2 separate regions of the Hordeum vulgare genome follow, and region 2 is linked to region 1. The links are chromatin contacts, called in public Hi-C maps. All regions are on one chromosome and are shown on one strand. Each heading gives the region's core, a stretch centred on a gene start, on an enhancer-like site or on the middle of the called end of the contact. The rest is flanking DNA. Distances are from core to core; before and after follow the strand shown.

What was found. A called contact is a pair of places that touch in the nucleus more often than the background predicts.
Region 2: a Hi-C map of leaf shows a contact between it and region 1, with 5 times the contacts expected there. The contact joins the promoter of LOC123448703 here to the enhancer-like site in region 1. A contact is called at or near these places in 4 of 6 Hi-C or Micro-C datasets (leaf and seedling) and 1 of 1 datasets of contacts at active chromatin or transcription factors (embryo).

Annotation. Positions count from the first base shown.
Region 1 is chr4H:392,724,320-392,726,880 of MorexV3_pseudomolecules_assembly, reverse strand. No RefSeq gene overlaps it. Among protein-coding and RNA genes, the nearest start is that of LOC123446505, 100 kb to the right of the region's middle. Within about 2 kb of position 1,275, at least 2 of the 3 cell types and tissues checked have open chromatin away from gene starts, as enhancers often do. A contact at or near this core is called in leaf, where this site is marked.
Region 2 is chr4H:393,155,870-393,158,430 of MorexV3_pseudomolecules_assembly, reverse strand. LOC123448703 (probable LRR receptor-like serine/threonine-protein kinase IRK) reads left to right here and starts at 1,278. Exons shown (of 3, transcript XM_045125672.1): 1 at 1,278-1,457; 2 at 1,550-2,561. The coding sequence starts at 1,764.

The sequences.
Region 1 (2,561 bases), core at 26-2,525:
ATTGTCATTGGTTTCTTCTATCCCAACCCCGTCATCATCAGACTCGAACTCTATCTCATCCTCATTGATAGGCACATCGTCAATTTCATCATCGGAAACGAACTCTTCCACTTCATGTAGTTCTCTCACCCTTAGACTTCTACGAGGCTCCATTGCATTGTCATCTTCGGTTTCCTCCATCTCATCATCAACGTAAGCATCTTCGCATATCCAATCTTGGGCTGTGGAAGCATCTTCACCAAGGAGGACATAACAAGATGATGACTACTTCTTTCTCTTGTCTAGCATTCTTCCATTGAATTGAACATAAACTAAATCGTCCCTACGACGCACATCTAGTTTATTTCTTCTCTTTGCATCTACCTACAAATTGCAAAGTGAAGCTTAGATATTCACATATTGTCAAAAACAAAGTAAGGATCAGATTTGAGCAGTAGTGGATTTGAGTATTTGCAAGTTGAGAATTAGTTGTTCAAAAACACTCCAATTTCTTTCACATCGGATGAACTTGTGGTCAAATTGAGTATCCTCATGGCCATGTGCATCAATGTAGGAGTTTGTAGTCCATAAGTTGCCCACCAATCCCCTACATTTATAGAAAATTGAATGCATTACCAGCATCTAAAAATCTACTACCATCATCTACAAATCTACAATACCAGTCAATACCAACACCTATTCATGAAATCAATAGTGCATCAAATTATCAAAGAATCTAAAACGGTAAAAAACAAAAAATGCGCTGGCAACCCTGAATTACACTAAAGAAGCACGGATGGAAGCAGGTCCAACCTTTGGCCTGCTTGCTACTGGAGGACGGTGTGGTCGGGGATGGTGTGTTGCTGCATGCGGTGCTCGCGGTGGCGAGATGGTCGGGTCATCGACCGTCAGGAAGGTGCCCCGGTTCACTGCTGCTGGAGGAGGAAGGGCGAAAGTGGTGGTCACGGAAGAGTGGTGGTGGCGGCGGCGAGATGCTCCACGGAGCCGGCGAGTGGCTTCGACGAGACTGGTGGTCGCGAAGATGGGAAAGGAGCCGGCGAGATGGCGATGTAGCCGCGAGATGGAAAGGGAGGCGGCGACTGGGCTGTTGGGGAAGAGGTGGGGCAGCTCCGACTGTGAAGAGGAGGCGGCGACTAGGCTAGCCCCGACCACTGGAGGCAAGCAGGGTGGCGGCGGCGGTGTGGATCGGGAACATGAAGGGGGAAGTGTGGATGGGGAATTGCGGCGTTATGGACGAACTGTGTAGTGTGGATAGAATCTGGCAAACCCTATCGGCCTACCGAGCGGCAATATTTGGTGCTTTGAGGGGGAAGCGAGGCCCATTTTCAGATTTCTGTACACACGGGCCCATATCGATTAATCGGAAATTTCGCGATAAATCGGTTGTCATACCGATAAATCGGCCTAAAAGATTAATGCTGACGATATGGCCTTTTCTTAGCGGTCACACCCCGAGTAGGGATTAATCGGTCGATTTTTGAACAGCGAATCCATCTGACTATGTGCCGCAGCCGCTTCTGCTCCGTGCCGCCTCTAGACCGATCCGCCTCCATGACCGTCACTCGGGACCGCGTCGGCCGTACCTAGGGTTTTTCCGTCGGTCGTGTTGCTCGGCTGCCCTAGAAAGACCTTTTCCCGAGCCCTTACTCAGGGCTTTTCTCTGTTTTGTCGGTCCCTTTAATCGACGTTTCTTTTTGGTTTCTCAATCTAAGAGAGGTTTGCGTTGTCCGTCGCCGTCATCGACCACCGCGCCTCTATTCCGACATCGACGCGACCACCCGGTCTTTTCTCCGACCCGGCGGCCTCGTACAATGCGGCGGTCCCTCACAGTAGTCGCCCCGCGCGTCTGCTCGCTCGTCGCCTTGCGTCAGATGTTGCCCCCCCCCCCCCCCGCGCTCCAACTGGGACCTCTCCATCATCACCAGCCTCCGTCGCGCATGTACGATCTGCCCAGCCGGCTGTCAACTCCTGTCGCGTTGGCCTTGCCGGCTGCTGGCTCCGGCTGCGTCGAGCATGCCGGCTGCCAGCCTCACCGACTACCTCGGGTCGGCTGTCAGCTCTGGCCGCGTTGGGCTCGTATGCATGTCGTCGTCGACTTCATCTCAGACTCTGCCGCCACCCCGCCTTCATCGAGCGACGTCTCCGACCTCGCGCATGATCAGATTGATAACCCACCCGCATGTGATACGTCTCATTTTTGCACTGCGATCGATCTGGCCCATGGGTTACGCGCGCCTTCGTAGATTTCATGAAGGCTGTCCCGAGAACAGCGCGCCCCTCCACTGATCAAGCAACGAGTTGCCGCTACGTCATCCCGTTGGGCCGCATCACCACCGTCCCATGGTTTTCCCCGTGGCTGCACCAACTCGCGCGCTACCGCTATGTAGCCCCTTCGGGTCGTAGTGTCATGACACGCAGTCCCTGTGACCCGCGAGCCGCCGCTACATCGCCCCTTCGGGCTATAGTGCCACGACACGTGGTCCCTGCCGCAGCCCGAGGCCGTCCCCATGGCTGCACCGACCAGCCCTCCGCCAGTGCGCTACCCTTCGGCATTTTGACAT
Region 2 (2,561 bases), core at 29-2,528, 430 kb before region 1:
CTCGCGATGTTCCTGGTCTTGGATTTTGAGTTGTCGGGTGTCGTGCTTGGTGTGGGTGCTCCTCCAGGCATGGGCATCCGGGGGGTAATGTATGACATCGTCGACTCGTCCTCTATTGCTCCTTTCTCGGACCCGGCCGTGTCATGCAACCCTCTTGCCGACTCTTGTAGGCGCTTCTGGTGGGGTGGGGGTATGTTGATTCGGTTGGTTCTTTGAGTTGTAGCCACGTGTTGTGGATGCCTCCCGTTGGTCGTGACGCGACCTTGATGTCTTGTGTCTCGCCTCCTCACCTTTCTTGGTTCAAGTTCTTGAGCTAGGCTAATTTAGGGCTGTGTTGTTTCTCTTCTTATGTTTTCTCACATTTTGGTGCGGTGTCCTCCCTCCCTTCTCCCCGCTGTAATGTTCTCTCCTACCTATCAATGAAATGATACGAAATCTTTCCGTATTCGCGAGAAAAAAATCAACAATGAAACTTTTCACAAATTCAAACGCAATACGAATACTCACTTGTAGATGGTTCATGAAGAATATCCTTCAAATAGCCCGGCTAACTACTCGCTTCCATTTGTTTTTTGCCCCTTTGTAAATAGTTTGTGAAATATTGTTCAGAGGTTGCTTTGCTTCTTGGCTTTAGTTGAGTTTTACATCAAAGGCCAAACGGATCATCTGGTTAAGAAGAACGCTGGAGTGCATTATAATGATATAAAGGCCGATGGTTTTAACCTTGTTTTCATAGAAAAAAAAGCACTTCATGTATATTTTGGAGGATTTATTCCTTCAATCCTCCAAAGAAAATCTTATTTAGATTAGGATCATATTAAATTACTTCAGTTAAAAGAAAATTAAAAGCCTGTTAGACTGGCCAGGGCGTTAGGATTTTGATCTTCTTGTAGCAAATATTTCTTTTTGTTGAGAAATTTTCCAGCAAAGATTTTTTTAGGGGTTTTCAGCAAAGATGAAAACGGACATTATACGAAAGAATCCAATGCAGCGCAGTCCAGCTCAAAAGCAGCGAAAAGTTACGAGATTCTTTCTACTCGCTCGGGCGGGCGCGGTCCACCAAGTCTCGAACCGTGCACCGCCCCGCCCACGTACTCCGAGCCTTTTTTTTCTTCTTTTTCTTGGTCGGGCTCGGGCAGCCTCTCTCGGTCCATACCCACGGCCCAAGCGGCCCCGCCCGACGCAGTGCACAAACTTTTTAGCCCGCGCGCCTGGGCCACCCAAACTCTCGATGGCGTGCTACAGCGGCTCATGGCCGTCCGATCACTCCTGCGGTGCAGCAGCTTTTCCCCCTCGCCCATTTTTTTCCCCTTTGTCACCAACATATACCACCGCGGTTCACTTGACACCCCACGCCCCCTTCCCCTCGCTCCTCTCTCCCTTTCCGACCTGCAACAATGGCGTTCTCCGGTGAGGTGGCTGCGCCCTACAAGTAGTCGGCGGAGGTTCCCGTGCCGGTACGTCCTTACCTATCGCCGCTACTCCTTAGAGTCCGAATTTCTGCAGCTTAATGGCTTACATTTGGTTTCTTCTCCTGCTTAATTTGTAGAGGAGGGCGGCGTCCCAAGCCTGGAGGTCCTCTGCTGCAGATTTGACTAAATCCCATCTCTCCTAGCTCATCCGCTTCCTCAGAATCGCCTTCTTGCGGCATTTTGGGGGCGTCTCCTCCTTGTTCCCAGCCCCATAAAAGCCCTCCTCACTTGTTGCTGCCCGTGCCGTGCTGTGCTGTTTGGGCCTTGCCATTTGGGATCCAACTCGCAGCAATGCGGTCCCTCGTGCTGCTGCTCCTCGTCCACCTCGTCTTCTTGGCGGAGGCCAAGGGCGGCGGCCGCGCGGGCCTGGCGGCGGCGCTGAACGACGACGTCCTGGGGCTGATTGTGTTCAAGGCCGACGTGGTGGACCCGGAGGGGCGCCTCGCGACGTGGAGCGAGGACGACGAGCGGGCCTGCGCGTGGGCCGGCATCACCTGCGACCCGCGCACCGGCCGCGTCTCGGGGCTCAACCTCGCCGGCTTCGGCCTCTCCGGCAAGCTCGGACGCGGCCTCCTGCGCCTCGAGTCGCTCCAGTCGCTCTCCCTCTCCGCCAACAACTTCTCCGGCGACATCCCACCCGACCTCGCTCGCCTCCCGGACCTCCAGTCGCTCGACCTCAGCTGCAACGCCTTCTCGGCCCCCATCCCGGAGGGATTCTTCGGCAAGTGCCACGCCCTCCGGGACGTCTCCCTGGCCAACAACGCCTTCACCGGTGACACCCCGGACGTGGGCGCGTGCGGCACGCTCGCGTCTCTGAACCTGTCTTCCAACCGCCTAGCCGGCATGCTGCCCAGCGGCATCTGGTCCCTGAATGCGCTGCGAACTCTGGACCTCTCCGGCAATGCCATCACCGGCGAGTTGCCCGTGGGCATCAGCAAGATGTTCAACCTGCGGGCTCTGAACCTGCGGCGGAACCGCCTCACAGGCAGCCTCCCGGATGACATCGGGGACTGTCCGCTGCTGCGGTCAGTGGACCTGAGCTCCAACTCGCTCTCCGGCAACTTGCCAGAGTCCCTGCGGAGGCTCTCC